Regions from separate parts of the Ovis aries genome. Here regions 2, 3 and 4 are each linked to region 1. A link is a contact called in public Hi-C data. All regions are on one chromosome and are shown on one strand. The core of a region is the stretch at or near the end of the contact, and the rest is flanking DNA. Distances in the headings are between cores, read along the strand shown. Region 1 holds the start of SIPA1L3 (signal induced proliferation associated 1 like 3). Region 2 holds the start of PSMD8 (proteasome 26S subunit, non-ATPase 8). Region 3 holds the start of C14H19orf33 (chromosome 14 C19orf33 homolog). Region 4 holds the start of DPF1 (double PHD fingers 1).

Region 1 (3,770 bases), core at 397-2,896:
ACAAGGTGGCTGCTATGAAAAAATACCCATTTCGTAGACAGAGAAAACCAAGGTACAGAGCAGTGAAGTCTGTCGCCCAAGGTCACAGAGCTGGTAAAAGGTAGAACCTAAATTTGAACCTGGCTCTGCCTCCAAAACCGAAGCTCTCAGCAAAATAATTTCTCCTAACAGCCACCTTGCACCGAGTGCTAACCATGTGGCTTACCCTCAGCTTACCACATTCAGTCGATAATACCTTCATCCCATTTCTCCGGAGCTAACAATAAAACAAGCAAGTAATAAGTGTCTTCTATGTACAAACGCTTTATTCATCGGATCTCAACATCTCAACAGAATTCCCAGCGTAAGACAGCCACTATTCTTCCCAGGTTTGACCGAAAGGAGAAACTGAGGTTCGGCGCGGTTTCCCTAGATCGCACCTCCCGAGAGGCAAGAGTCCGTACACGAACCCACCGCTACCAGACTCTCATGCCACGCTTTCCCGCAACGGCGCCGGGTAGCTCGCCTGGAAAGTTGAAGCATGCGGGCACGCGTCCAGCCAGGTCCGGAGGGCGAGAGTGCAGCCGCCGCCCCCCAACAGCCGGTGCCCACACCCGGCCGTCCGCCCAGTAGCTCGCCCGCGCTGACCCTCGGGGTCCGACTGGACATCGACTCCCCGCTACCCTAGCGCAAGGCCAACCCTGCACCCGGAGCCACATACCTGGGTGTCCCAGCTGCCCGCCCCGCGGGCCCCACGACCGCGGCGTTCAGATCCGCGCCGCTTGCTGGAGACGCCGCCAGCTCCAGTGGCCCGAGTGACTTCCAGGCTGCCCACTTCCAAGCCGCCTCGCGCGAGGCCTCCTGGGAACTGTAGTTTCGCTCTAGGCGGCCGCAAACTGAAAAAAGCCTGACGCGCAGGCGCTGCCGGGAGCAGTAGGCGCGGCGCCGCGCCGCCTTCTGGGAATGGTAGTCCACCTGTCGTCTCCGTGCCGCTCGAGTCTCCTGAGTACTTCCGCAGCCCCGAGGGGCGTGAGGGATGGAGGTGTGTCTTCTGTAGACTCCAACCCGTTGATTGCGTTCCTTGCTCTGCGAAGGCGGTTTTTTCCTTTTTCCCAGCTCTATCCGCCTCCTCCCTTCCTTCAGTAGACCCTCTTTCTCCCTTTCCGCGAGGCGCGAGGTACTTACCCCGAGGGCGCGAGCCTCTGGAGAAGCAGGAGCAGCGGAACACAGCGCTAGACCCCCAACCGAGGGGAGCTGTGGAGAAAGGCGTCTATGCGCGCTCGCGCACGCGCGCTCGCCGGCCAACTCCGGCCTAAATTGCCGCGGGCCCCCGCGGGGAAGACTTTTTTTTTCCCTTTCGAACGCGCGCGCGCGCGCGGGGTCTCGCGCTGGGCTTTTTCCTGCCGGGCGCGCGCCAGTGCGCACGCGCGCTCACTCGCCTGGCCTTGGTCAGTCCGCCCGGCGCGGGGTTGGGGAGCTAACCGTTTTGTTGGCCGAGTCCTCCCGCAGTATCCCCAAGGTCGCTCCTCTGGCGCTCCTATTCTAGGTCTGGCGCTTCACATAGCTTCGGAGTGCCGCCACACACGCCGTACCCGTCCCCTGTCTGGAGCCCAGTCGTCGCAGGTAACAGGCGCGGCCCCAGCCTTGAGGAGGCGGACACGCCCTTCTTCCCTCCCACGCGGAGAGCCGGGATGCCAGAATGTGTTGGGATTCCGGTCTGGTCGCCTCCCTCGGTAGTAGGAGTCTCCGGAGCTCTGCCTTCGACGGGAGTCTCTTCACCAGGCAGGGGGCGTCCCCTGGAGGCCATGATACCTATCATTTATTCGTTGATCGCACATTCTTAGGGTAATCAGTGTTTGTTGAGTACCTATGGCTGGGGAGATTTTGTTAAAATTTAGTCCACTTGTCGACATAATCAAGGATCCGACCTTTTTTATTGGCATTCCTACTACTCCATAAGGGGTTACCAAAGGAACTAGCTGGAACTGCAAGGTTCTTTGGTCAGGAAAACCCAGTCAATACCCTTCCCATCTCATCCTTCCTTCCAAGAAGATGCTGAATGAGACTGAGCTGGGAAGTATATATTTTTTCTTCCTGGGAGAGGGGCAGAGGGTGATTCATTTGCTCATTCATTCAACAAAACTGTATTAGACACCTACTTCATGCCAGCTTGGGTGATTGATTATCAGGACAGGGGAGAAATCAAGATAGATTCGGTTCCTACTCTCAAGGAACCGAAGTCCACACCACCATCGGGAAGGTGATAATCTAAAGCAATACTGTCTAATAGAAGTATAATGCAAGCCAAATCTGCAACTTTAAAATTTACATTTAAAAAGTATATAGGTGAAATTTTATTAATTTAAGCCAGTATGTCTAAAATAAGTTATGTTTAATGAAAAAAGGTTTACATCGCTTCAGTTTTAAATTTTAAGTTAATTAAAACTGTGAGGCATTAACAAAAATATTCATTTGTGGCATGGGTTATAGCAAAAGGCTGGAACCTGCCCAATTTCTATTAATGGACATTAGATAAATAAACGATAGTTCAGCCAGACGATGGAGTAGCATGCAGCTGACAACTGTTGAAAAATGAGACAGAACTGTATGTTTTAATATGAGTTACTCTTTAAGATTATTAAGTGAGAAAAATGCAGTGTATAGCACCTGGGCTTCCCTGGTGGCTCAGCGGTAAAGAATCCACCTGCCAATGTAGGAGACGCGGGTTCAATCCCTGGGTCTGAAAGATCCCCTGGAGAAGGAAATGGCAACCAGCCCCAATATTCTTCCCTGGGAAATCCCATGGACAGAGGAGCCTGATAGGCTAGAGTCCATGGGATTGCAAAAGAATCTGACATGACTTAGTGACTAAACAACAATATAGCATACTAATGTTTGTGTAAGAAAAGTAGTATTTTTCCACATATATCTTTGTGTGTGTACAGAACACCTGTAGAAAGACAACCAGAGTTACCTTTCTGAAGGGGAAATAGGACAAGTGACTTTCTTTTCAGTATATATTCCTTAGTATGTTTTGTTAGTATGTTATGTTCCATGTCCATTCTGTGACTTAGCTATCAATTAGTGGAGGATGATAGCTAAGCCACAGAATTATTGTATAGTATTAAAACAATATATGTAAAATACCTAGCTACCACTTACTACCTTAATCATTTCTGGATGCTATCACTACTCCCATGCTGGATGGATAACTCTTTACCCAATAGGAACTTGTTTACCCTGGTAATACATGTTTCTCAGCCTGGAAAATTGTTTCTTTCCATAAAGTGTGTTAAATGTATTCCAGTCCAGCCCTAGCTGTGAAATCACTTATAAGACCAGAGTAGTAGTCCCAGGCCTTGGGGACAGACTTCAGCTCTGTATTAGAAATGTCATTCAGAAAAAAAGAGAAAAAAACAGCGTAAACCGAGATTGCCCTTTGGCTTTCCAGTCCCTCTGACTTTACAGTCAGCTGATGCCAGCTGGGCTTTCTGCATCGCTGTCCCCAAACATAAGAGCCACCTGCAAGGCTATAGGATCCATGCAGGGCTTTACCTCACAGCATGGAGCACACATCACTATCCTTTAGGGTGGCCAGTTTTCCCTGTTACACATACTCAACAATACTTTGTTCTTTTCCCTCTTAAACAGGGCCCAACAGTGACATGGAGTGCAGTGCCCCCTAGAGTCATTTCTCTGTATTACAAAGGCAGGGCTCACAGGATGCTGGCCTTTCATCCTACCACCATCAACAGAACACTGTACCTTGGAATGGACTGCAGTTAAGAAAA
Region 2 (3,770 bases), core at 572-3,071, 420 kb before region 1:
TCCCAAGTGGCTACAGCAACAAGGATATAAAGCTGCCATGTAAACCACCCACCCCCTCCAACACACACACTACTGTGTGCTCAGCTGCATGCAACTCTTTGTGATCCCATGGACTGTAGCCCACCAGGCTCCTCTGTCCATGGGATGTTCCAAGCAAGAAGACTGGAGTGAGCTGTCATTCCCTTCTCCAGGGGATCTTCCCAACCCAGGCATTTGCCCATCTCCTGTACTGGCAGGCAGATTCTTTACCACTGAGCCACCAGGGAAGCTGCTACATACACACACCCCAAATTAGGGGCCAGGTCCATCCTCACTTGTAATCGAAGTAGTAGCATTTGAGCTGGGCCATGTACCGCTCGAAGGAGGGGATGTCCTTGCGTAGGATACTCCACTGAGCCCCGATCTCCAGTATGTCACCTGTAGGCAACAGAGAAAGTTCTCAGGAGGTGACCAGAGTCCCGACCTTGACCGCCACTGCTACCATTCCTGCCACGACCCAAGTCCATAAACCTCCCCATCAACTCCAGTGACACTCACGGGCCAGAATGAGCTGCTGCTTGGTCAGTTTGGTCCCTGTGGTTGGCAGGAAGTTGAGCTCCAACAAAACCAGCTGAAGAGGAAGGCAGGGGAAGGAAAGAAAGAAGATGGGACTTTAGGTATGAGCTATTTACTTTTATCTAGGCCTTCATTTTCCCACCTAGAAAATGGAACTAGCCATCATCCCTGACTCATAAGGTTGTTATGAGTATTAAAGGAGTCAGTCAGATCAGGGCCTGGACACATGATGTGGGCTCATTTAGGATGACTTCATGTTACAAGTATTAGTAGACCCACTGGGGAGACCGACTCCATGCCTGACCCAGTGGAATCAAGGGGGAGGGGAGACACTAGCACCTTCGGTTCTTTGGCAACACTTTCCCACACCTTGTTGGGGTGGGACCAGCTACCCTCCTCAACCTACACCAAGGAGGAAAGGGGGCTAATCTCTTCCTATGGTCCAGCTCACACATCATCCCTTATCAGATACCACTCCCCTTAGCAACTTGGTCCAGCCCACTGTATTTGTACCCCTTCCACCTGGCCTGAAGCAACCCGAGCCCCATTAAGGTCCTCTGCTCTAAGAGTATTTTTCCCAGCTTCAGTCTTGCCCTCATAACTTAGCTGGGCCCCTCTCTCCAAAGATCTATCCCTAAGCCCCAGATTTCTCGGACCCCAGCTTAGCCTGTTCTTAACCACGAACCCCATCATCTCAGCCTTCTTCCATCTCCCTGTCCAGTCCTCATTTCCCACTTGGTGGCGGCCAGAACCCTACATCACAAAAGCTGACAGCCCCATCCTACCACTCCAACCAGCTAGACCTCCAAGCACCAAAATTTTAACCTCTCACTCGGTGTGCCAGAAACACCCTCTCCATCACCCCCCCCCACACACACACCGTGGGGCCGCATTTAGTCCGTTCGAGGTCCCTCTCACATCTACGTGCCTCCAAACCGCACCTCGGCTCCTCTGAATCCTTCACCCTATTAGACAGCCCAGTCCGCCTTAGTCCCATCCTCGCGCGGTTTCCCCCTGAGCGCGAAACTCGGTTAGGTCTGGACCCCTCGAAGCACCCCCGGCCGATCCTTACCTTGAGACGGCCCAGCTCTTCCCCGCACTTGCTAAGATTAGGGCTTTTCCGGTTCCACTCGCCCTTGAGCTGCTCGTACATGCCGGCCGCGGCCTGCAGGATCGCGCCCGAGGCCGCCGCAGTCCCAGAGCTCGAGGTGCCGGCCACCCCGTTCACCGCCGTGGCCGCCATCTTCCGTGATGCGGCAAACCGACAGCCCGGTTTACGGCAGCGACGCCTACCGACGCTCACCCGACGGAAGTGGGGCCAGGAGGTGGAGCCCTAAATCGGGGGCGGGGCTACGATGGTTTGCCTCCGCCCGCCGGGCTTAGCGTTCAGTCGCTCTCAGGGAGGTGCCCTCGGAGCCCGGCCCTTAATGAGCTTGTCAGCCAGAGTTCCGCCTCTACTGTCACTCAAAATGGTAACCGGAAGTCGCCCCTTGCCCTAATTGAAAATGGCAGCAGTCGCAACGCCTCCGCATTTCCCGTAGCCAATATGGCCGCACCGGCTTCACCCTGAGGTATGTGTCTTGGAGATTTCACCCGCGCGGCACCTCTTTCTACACCAAGAGGTGGCGGTGGTGGAGCCATTTGATTAACTGTTATTCTTCCCATGTTACAGGGGGAAGAGAGGCTTTGAGAGACTGGGTAAACTTCCAAGAGATTAACGGCTGAGATTTGACTCTAGTTCTTTCTCACTAGTTTCTCAATGCATCTTTCCACATTTTCTCCAAGCTTGTACGAATACGCATAAACACTACAAAAATCATCCAGTATTAATGGCTTAAATTCCACCATCAGTTCAGTTCAGTTCAGTCGCTCAGTCATGTCCGACTCTTTCCAACCCCATGAATTGCAGCACGCCAGGCCTCCCTGTCCATCACCAACTCCCGGAGTTCACTCAAATTCACTTTCATCGAGTCGGCGATGCCATCCAGCCATCTCATCCTCTGTCGTCCCCTTTTCGTCCAGCCCCCAATCCCTCTCAGCATCTGAGTCTTTTCCAATGAGTCAACTCTTCGCATGAGGTGGCCAAAGTACTGGAGCTTCAGCTTTAGCATCATTCCTTCTAAAGAACACAGGGAATTCCCAATTTTTTTTTCTAATCCCTACCCCTGATTCCTCCATCTATATCACCCCTGCCTATTTAACATCTACTTTTTCTCAATTCTCTTGTCTTCCATCATTTAAAATGTCATAAGAGGTAGGGATATTTATCAGTTCTTTTTACTGCTGTATTCCCAGCGCGAGGAAGACAATGTTTCTTGAATGAATGAACGAGTGTGTAAATTGTGTCTTTCATCCACGCTCCGCTGGGCTAATACCGCCCCCGCCCCCCGCGGTTCGCCCAGCCCAGCCTATTTGCCAAGGATCTAATCTCCCCAATCAGGGATTGAACCTGGGACATCTAAGTGAAAGCACCCACTTCTAACCACTGGACCGTCACGGAATTCCCAAGTTGTGTCTTTAAAAAAAAAAAAAAAAGTCTTTAAGGAAAAACTGCATCATATTAGTGCTATACATATTTTCTAAAAAGCACCATGCTTTTAGCAGTAAGCTAAATACATCTCTGGAGATTGATGGACATATTTCTGAAACTCAAAAAAAAAAAAAAAAAGCTACACAATATCCCACAATGTAACTACACAATTCATTTAATGGTTCCCATTGACATTTTGGTTATTTTTGTTTGCCATTTTCAAGCGTTGCAATAAAAATTCTTGAGGTGAGGAGGAATTGGAGAAAGGTGGTCAAAAGGTACAAATTTCTAGTTATATATAACTGGGATGTAATGTACAGCATATGACTGCAGCTAATACTGCTTTATGATATATAGGAAAGTTGGTAAGAGACTACGTCTTACAAGTTCTCATCACACAGAGAAATGTTTTGCCTTTTTTCTTTCTTTTTACTATATCTAATCTCAGAGAGAGAGCAATGAGCAGTCCTGAAGAAAAATCTTAGTTCTCTGCCAGGGGATTAGACCTGGGTAACCTGGTCAAAGAGTTGACTCATTGGAAAAGACTCTGATGCTGGGAGGGGTTGGGGGCAGGAGGAGAAGGGGACGACAGAGGATGAGATGGCTGGATGGCATCACCCACTCGATGGACGTGAGTTTGCGTGAACTCCTGGAGTTGGTGATGGACAGGGAGGCCTGGCGTGCT
Region 3 (3,770 bases), core at 726-3,225, 350 kb before region 1:
TCCCTCCCATCAGGAAACTTGCACAAGCCTCTTATCTTCATCCATCAGAGGGCAGACAGAATGAAAACCACAATCACAGAAAACTAACCAAAATGATCACATGGATCACAGCCTTGTGTAACTCAATGAAACTATGAGCCATGCCGTGTAAGGCCAGCCGAGAGACAGGTCATGGTGGCGGGTTCTGACAAACCGTGGTCCACTGGAGACGGAAATGGCAAACCACTTCAGCATTCTTGCCATGAGAACCCCATGAACGTATGAAAAGTGTGAGGAGCAGAGAGCAAAAGCTAGTGACTGGTGGGCCAGATCTGCCCCACAGATAAACTTCAATTTACATGTCATTATTTACAACTTTCAGTTCAGTCGCTCAGTCGTGTCCAACTTTAGGGGCGGTTTAAACAAAACAGTTGGGGAGAAAAAATGGCATTTCTGGCTTGTGTTAAAAAGTCGTCAAGTGCAGCACAAGCTGATGGTGGCCAAAGGGCCAAGTCTGGCCATCCCCTTGGGCCCGGCGTTCGTACTGAAGTTGCCCACTTCACCAACTTAAGGCTCTGGCTTGGCAGTTGAGTTTGGAACCCTCACGTTTTCTCCTAAGGCCTGGGAGGACAAGGAGGTCCTCCCTGTGTGTTAGGAGATCTAAGAGAAACCCGAGGCTCCCCAGGAGCAGACTTGAGCCCAGCCACTCTATGAAGGAAGGGGTGGGGAACCTGCAGTCCCGAAGGAGGCCGGGCTCAAGAGCGATCTCCCTCCCCGGTCCAGATACGGACACTGCGGCTGAAGATCCTGGCGGAGGCAGCGGCCGAGGGCATCCCGGTGCGTGGGGCGCGGAACCAGCTGCGCATGTACTTGACCATGGCTGTGGCGGCGGCACAGCCCCTGCTCATGTACTGGCTCACCTTCCACCTGGTGCGGTGAGAGCGGCCCCGCGACGCCTCCCGCCGCTGCTGCTTCCGGCGGCCGCCGCCCCCTCACCCCCACCGGCGATGCCGCCACAGCTCATCTCCCGGCCACCTGCCGGCCACTGGGGGCGCCCCGCAGCCCGAGCCCCTCCCACCCTCCCCGCCCTCGCCGAGGTGCTGAGATCTCCAGCTGCACAGGCCGCCCCCCAGCAGGGCGGCCACCGTTCCAGAAACAATAAACCGTGACGGACACGGCGTAGCCGGCTTCTCCTTGGCGCGCGATGTCCAGCAGGGGGCAGGCCCGGCCCGGGGACCGCTTGCGGCGCCTCGCAACCAGAAGGCGACCAGGAGGCCGAGCAAAGGTTTAATAAGCCCCGCCCAGACCCATCAGTGGGAAGCCTTCTTCTTCCCTTCCTCCTTCTTCTTCTTCTCCTTTTTCACCTTGGGCTTCTTGACCTTGCCTGAGGCGCTCTTGTGCGGCTCCGAGCTGGGCTGTGGGGCCGGGAGCGGTGGGGGTAGGAGGGGAGAGAGGGTTCCGCCTGTGAGTCCTCGGCCCGCGGTCGGGGCTGGGACTCCGCCCTCACTTGGGGCGCCGGGCACCCGCTACAGAGGGGGAAGCCTCTTACCTTCGCCTCATTTTCCGAATCGCTGGAGCTGCTGCTGGAATCGGAGGCGCTCCCTTGGCCGTGGCCATGGCCGTGGTGATGCTAGTTGGGAGGCACACCAGTGAGGCGAGGGGACCCCTTTCCCAGCTCCCATTACCCCCAAGCAGGGTCCTGGGGTCAACAAGCAATTCCCAGGAATGAGGTGACTTACCTTTAGGTGATCAGCTGACCCGCCCTGAACTTTGGGGGGGCTGTGCTTGGGGTCTCCCACCTTGCCTGCCCCTTGGGGCTTCTTGGAGGTGGGCTCCACGGCTGCAGGGAAAAGAGACATTGGATGGGTTGGCGCAGGCGCAGAAAATGCCCCCCTTGGAGGCAGACCCTTGGGCTTGATTCTGGCCCTCAAGCTCCCTACTCCACAGCAGCGCACCTGCCGACAGGTCGAACTCCATGGTAGTGAGAGGTGTGTATGCAGGGCCAGAGCGCTGGAGCAGGGCTGCGAGGGTAGGGGGCGGGCCTTGGGGAGGGGCAGTGGGCCTGCCAGGAAGTTCTGAGGAGCCCCACCCGACCTCTGTTCAAAGTCCTTAACCCTGACTCATTGCCCCTCCCCGGCACCGCCCAACTGGTCCTCTGGGAAACGGGGAAGGCGTACGGTTAACTGCTATGCTCCCCGACACCTCACCCACCCTGTGTTGTTCAGTCGTGTCCGATTCTGCGACCCCATGGACTGCAGCAAGCCAGGGTTCTCTGTCCTTCACCTTCTCCTGTAGCTTATTCAAACTCATATCCGTCGAGTCAGTATTGCCATCCAACCATCTCGTCGTCCTCTGTCGTCCCCTTCTCCTGCCTTCAATCTTTCCTAGCATCAGGGTCTTTTCCAGTGAGTCGACTCTTGGCATCAGGTGGCCAAAGTATTGGAGCTTCAGCTTCAGTTTCAGTCCTTCCAGTGAATATTCAGGACTGATTTCCTTTGGGATTGACTGGTTTGATCTCCTTTCAGTCCAAGGGACTTGGGGTTGGGAGAGGCGTCTAGGCCAGTGAGGATTTCTGGGGAGGGGAAATCCTCCCAGTGTTAGCAGTGTTGAAAAGTGAAGTGAAGTCACTCAGTCCTGTCTGACTTTTTGTGACCCCATGGGGTGTAGCCTACCACACTCCTCTACCCATGGGATTTTCCAGGCAAGAGTACTGGAGTGGGTTCCCATTTCCTTCTCCAGAGAATCTTCCCTACCCAGGGATCAAATCCTGTCTTGTAGGCAGACCCTTTACTGTCTGAGCCACCAGGGAAATCCACCTAGCTTCCGCTAAAGGGTCGGATGCTTGCACTTGAAGAAATGAGAGAAAGGGTGCCTCTGCATGCTCTCTGTACCATGATCATACTGACACTCCTTGTGTACTTTCGTGCCTGGCGCTGTTCCAAGGGCTTCTTGTACATTAACTCACTGTAACATTGCCTCTGGCCTGGTGAGCAGAGTCTGAAAGGAAGAAAAGCATGAACCTGGGAACCAGTCTCATGATTTGAAGTCCATCTTTATTACCTAGTAGTGCTTCCCAGGTGGCTCAGTGGTAAAGACTCTGTCTGCCATTGCAGGAGATGCAGGTTTAATCCCTGCGTCGGGAAGATACCCTGGAGTAAAAAATGACAGCCCACTCCAGTATTCTTGCCTGGGAAATCCCATGGACAGAGGAGCCTGGCAGGCTACAGTCCATGGGGTTGCAAAAGAGTTAGACACCACTTATCAACTAAACAACAACAGAATGATCTGGGGAAGTTACTTCCCCTCTCTGTGCCTCATCTGTAAATGATAACTACCATATGGCGTTGATGTAAGAATCAAACGGATTAGTTTCCTACAACCATGCCTGCACACAAGTTACTAGCAGTACTTTGAGTGTTTGGTTTTTAAGTAAAAGGTAGGTATGGTGGCTCTCCCTGTTTTACAGATGAGAAAACTGAGGGACCAGTTAAGATGATGGGGGACAGGACTTCCCTGGTGGTCCAGTAGTTAAGAATACGCCTACCAATACAAGGGACATGGATTCAATCCCTGGTCAGGGAACTAAGATCCTACATGCTGCACGGCAACTAAGTCCATGTGCCGCAAATAGAGAAAGTCCCTGTGCCACAGTGAAGACCCAGCACAGCCAAAAAAAGAAGAAAAAAAAAAGATGGTGAGGAGCAGAAACAGTAATGAACAGATTAGAACTAAGATTCAAACCCAGGCAGTGTAGCGCACGTCCAAGTGTAGCCCTTTGGCCTCACCCTGGG
Region 4 (3,770 bases), core at 794-3,293, 270 kb before region 1:
CCCATCGAGTTGGTAATGCCATCCAAACATCTCATCCTCCATCGTCCCCTTCTCCTCCTGCCCTCAGTCTTTCCCAGCACCAAGGTCTTTTCCATATGGCAAAGACTGGCATACAGGATCTAGTTCCCTGACCAGGGATTGAACCCAGACTCCCTACACTGGGAGAGTGGAATTTTAGCCACTGGACCACCAGGGAAGTCCCGGGGGGAAAAAAAAAAAGCTTTCAAGAGGACATAGAATTTCTCAGGGATGCTGTTTTAGCTGAGGTTGTCTCTGAGGGAGTGACATTAATTTAGAAACCTGAATAAAGTCATTGTTGGAACCATGAAGATGCCTGGGGGAGGAACATTCTAGGCAGTGAGAACAGCAGATGCAAAGGTCCTGTGGCTGAAGTGGGCCCGGAGTGTTCCAGGAATAAGGAGGAGGCCAGTGCGACTGGAGCAAAGTTAGTTCAGTTGCTCAGTCATGTCCAACTCTTTGTAAGCCCATGGACTGCAGAACACCAGGCTTCCCCTTCCATCACCAACTCCTGGAGCTTACTCAAACTCATGTCCATAGAGTAGGTGATGCCATCCAACCATCCAACCATGTTGTCCCCTTCTCCTCTCGCCTTCGATCTTTCCCAGCATCAGGGTCTTTTCTAATAAGTCAGCAAAGCTAGTCAAGGAAAAGAAGGGAGATGAGATCAGAAATGTAGTGGGGAGATTTCCCTGGTGGTCCAGATTGTAAGACTCTGTGCTCCTAATGTAAGGGGGCCAGGCTCCATCCTGGCTGGGAAGTAGATCCAGCACGCACACTGCAACTAAGAGTTTGCATGCCACACAACGAAGATCCTGGCAGCTGCAACTAAGACCCAGCACAGCCTAAATAAACCGAGGAAATGAGATGGAGGTTGGGGATCTGCTTAAGTAGGGCCCTGAGAGCATAGTGAGGACTTAGAACTTCATTCCAAGTGTGAAAGAAGTCATTGGAAGTTTTGAGCCAGACAGCGTGGTGATGCCAGCTGTTTTACGCAGTTCACTCTGGCTACCCTGGAGAGAATAGTCAGGGACTGTCCAGGGGGAAGATGATGGGAGGAGGGAGTCCTAGGACGGAGGCTGTGAAGGGAGAAGGGTGAGTAGATTCTGGATCTATTTGTGAATGTAGAGATAACAGGATTTGATAATGGACTTGAGGTGTGTGTGAAAAAAGAAGAGTCAAGGATGATTGATTGCACTTGGAACAAAAATCCATTTTCTTTATAATGGCCTACAAGGCCCTACATAATCTGGTTCCTTGCTCTCTGGCTAACCTTGTCTCCCTCCTCACTCACTCGACTCTTTTACACTAGCTTTCCACAATAATCTTTGAACTTGTCAAGCTTTTCCTGCTTCTGTGTATTGCATGGTGACAGCTTCTCAGGTTTCAGCTCAAATGTCACCTCCTCAGAGAAGCCACTTTCTTTATAGCACTTTCCACTCTCTAAAATTAACAGCTTGTTTGCTTGTTTATCATCTGTTTTTCCCCACTCACAGCTCACCTCCTTGAGGGCAGCAATTCTATCTGTTGTTCATGTTGTTTCCCCAGTGCCTAGAAGAGTGCCTGTCACTTAATAAATGAACAAAGGCATGGATTAACCCCTGTGCTTGTTTACAGACTGGCTTACAAAAGAAGAGACACCAGAGAAGTAGGCAAAGACAAGAATATACGACAGACTCTGGGATCATCCACACACCCAGGGGAGATCCAGAAATCAGCGGCCACCCATTCCCGCGCGCCCGTGGTTCTTGAAGGATGGAGAGCCAGAGCTGGGAAGGGAGCACTCCAGGGAAGGGAAAGGATGCTCTGGGGCGAGTCCAGTCCCGCCCTGTATCCTCAGTAGCCAATGGGCACACGGTTTTCCCGACGCCCCCTGGGACGTGTAGTCCGGACAGGGGCGCCCTCGGGCGCCGCCGAGCGCCCCTAGACTCCACGTCCCGTCGTGCGCCGGGAGGTGCGGGGATTGGCCGAGCCCCGCCCCCGGCCCGCCCCGCTTCGCTCGCGCTGCAGCCCCAAGAATGAATGAAATCGTAGCGCGCTGGGCGGCAGAGCGGGCGGCGCAGGCCGGGCTGGGCCCGCGCGCAGCGGCAGCGGCGCCCCGGGCCGGAGGCGGCCCAGCCGAGCGGGCCATGGCCACCGCCATTCAGAACCCGCTCAAGTCGTGAGTGTCCCCGCCGTCCACGTCCCTCCATCCGCCCCCAACCCGAACCCTGCCCCCGCCCTCGCTGGGGAGGGGGACGCAGTGGGCGGATGGTAGTTGAATGGGCCCCCCAGCTTGTCCCCCTGTCCCCCCGGGGCGTGCCGCCACCCCCTGTCTCCCTCCTGGGGCTGGGGGCAGGAGCCACTCCAGGGTCGCGGGGGCGCCTCTTTGTCGCTGTCAGTGAAGGAATGTGGCGCGGGCTGGGGGTGGCGGAGGCCGTTTCCCCACCCAGAGTGGGGGTAGGGGCTTCCTTCTCCTCCTCCGAGTCTCTCGGGGCGCCGGGTCTGCCCCTGCCTGGGGCTGGGAGTATGAATGCCTAAGTCCGGACCCTAGTCTCCCAGGTCTCTACCTCCTCAAAAGCATCTTTCTCTCTTTCCCCTCTCTTTCTCCCGGAACCTCGGTCTGCGCGGCCGCAGGGTGGGAGCTGAGACGTCGGGGTCCCCGATTCGATCCCTGCTGTCTCCCCCCTTTTTTTTCCTTCCCGGGTCTTCAGGACCTAAAGCCCCGACGCTCCGGTCAGTTTAGACCGTGGGCTCTCTGCCTCTCCCTGCCCGTACACATGTAATGAGAGCATCTCCTGTCTCCTTGGGGACCGGATGCCTCGGGAGAGGGTGCTGGGAGCGCCCTCAGTCTCCGGGGATTCCCTCCGTTTCTCCCTGTCCGCGTGCCTCCTCCGAGCTTCGCTTCCTCCCGGACCCCGCGGCTGGCATCCTGGACGCCTGGGTTCAAACCTACGCTGTCTCCCAGCCGTCTCCTCTCCTGGCCAGCCCTCGCTCTCTCCACTTCTTCCCTCTCTTTCCGTCTCTCTCGCTCCTTCCTCGGGATCCCGAACTCCTGGGTCCCAGTGCTCCCCGCCCCCTTCCCCAACGGTGACAGCGGGCTGGGAGTGACAGGCGCGCGGCCGCTCCGGCTCTCCCTCCCCGGCTGGCGCGCGCGGCCCTCCCCTCCCCCGCTCCCCGGCCTGGCGGGGAGGAGGCGGAGGGCGAACGCCCGCGGCGCCGCACAAAGGGGCCGGGGCGACCTCCCCCACCCTCCCCCCAGCCCCTCGCCTCCGCCACCTTGACCTTGAGCTACGGGTGCTGGGGGTTGGGGTGGGGGAGGGGCTCGGGGCGCCCCCCGCTCCCGCCCTCCGGAAAGGCTGTGCCTAGGGTGGCCGGACCTAAGGCCCCCAGTAGCTTCGGGTTTCTGATGGTGGGGGGAGTTGGGCCATGGAGGGGGCCGGGCCTTACAAGCTCGCGCCTACACGTGTGGCTTTGCGGAGAGCCAAGCCGGCTTGGAGGGCGTGTGTGGGGTTGGGGTAGGCGTGAGACAGTGTGTAACGGTGACACTTCTGCCTCCCTCTCGCTCTAATTCTTCAACACAGACGTGTTACCCCTATCAGGGACACCCTCAAACTGGCTGGCACTGGGCTCGTGTGCAGGTTGGTGGATCTATAGGTATCCAGACCTCCTCACTTTGACCTCTTGGAGTAGGTGTGGGGCAGCCATTGCGGGGGCCTGAAGACCTGAGTAAGCTTGGGGGTGGGAGTGCCAGTAGCCCTTTCTGCACTCAC

Evidence for each region. Hi-C and Micro-C count contacts between places; a contact is called where the count stands out from the background.
Region 2: a Hi-C map of tail adipose tissue shows a contact between it and region 1, with 5 times the contacts expected there. The contact joins the promoter of PSMD8 here to the promoter of SIPA1L3 in region 1. A contact is called at or near these places in 4 of 16 Hi-C or Micro-C datasets (hypothalamus, liver, mixed tissues and 1 more).
Region 3: a contact with region 1 is called in a Hi-C map of liver, with 4 times the contacts expected there. The contact joins the promoter of C14H19orf33 here to the promoter of SIPA1L3 in region 1. A contact is called at or near these places in 5 of 16 Hi-C or Micro-C datasets (blood, hypothalamus, liver and 2 more).
Region 4: a contact with region 1 is called in a Hi-C map of tail adipose tissue, with 5 times the contacts expected there. The contact joins the promoter of DPF1 here to the promoter of SIPA1L3 in region 1. A contact is called at or near these places in 4 of 16 Hi-C or Micro-C datasets (hypothalamus, omental adipose tissue, skin fibroblasts and 1 more).

The regions. Positions count from the first base shown.
Region 1 is chr14:47,145,719-47,149,488 of ARS-UI_Ramb_v3.0, reverse strand. It overlaps SIPA1L3 (signal induced proliferation associated 1 like 3), which reads right to left and starts at 1,646. Exons shown (of 22, transcript XM_042230909.2): 1 at 1,165-1,646. It overlaps LOC101109732 (WD repeat-containing protein 87), which reads left to right and starts at 1,431. Exons shown (of 7, transcript XM_060398592.1): 1 at 1,431-1,602.
Region 2 is chr14:47,561,979-47,565,748 of ARS-UI_Ramb_v3.0, reverse strand. PSMD8 (proteasome 26S subunit, non-ATPase 8) reads right to left here and starts at 1,821. Exons shown (of 7, transcript XM_012190368.4): 1 at 1,628-1,821; 2 at 538-610; 3 at 315-417. The coding sequence starts at 1,798. It overlaps LOC121816371 (a long non-coding RNA gene), which reads left to right and starts at 2,034. Exons shown (of 2, transcript XR_006055926.2): 1 at 2,034-2,126.
Region 3 is chr14:47,492,364-47,496,133 of ARS-UI_Ramb_v3.0, reverse strand. C14H19orf33 (chromosome 14 C19orf33 homolog) reads right to left here and starts at 1,975. Exons shown (of 4, transcript XM_004015227.5): 1 at 1,935-1,975; 2 at 1,719-1,819; 3 at 1,529-1,609; 4 at 1,254-1,394. The coding sequence starts at 1,956. The coding sequence ends at 1,290. It overlaps YIF1B (Yip1 interacting factor homolog B, membrane trafficking protein), which reads left to right. Exons shown (of 8, transcript XM_027978234.2): 8 at 763-1,157. The coding sequence ends at 918.
Region 4 is chr14:47,417,781-47,421,550 of ARS-UI_Ramb_v3.0, reverse strand. It overlaps DPF1 (double PHD fingers 1), which reads left to right and starts at 2,043. Exons shown (of 11, transcript XM_060398594.1): 1 at 2,043-2,179. The coding sequence starts at 2,148.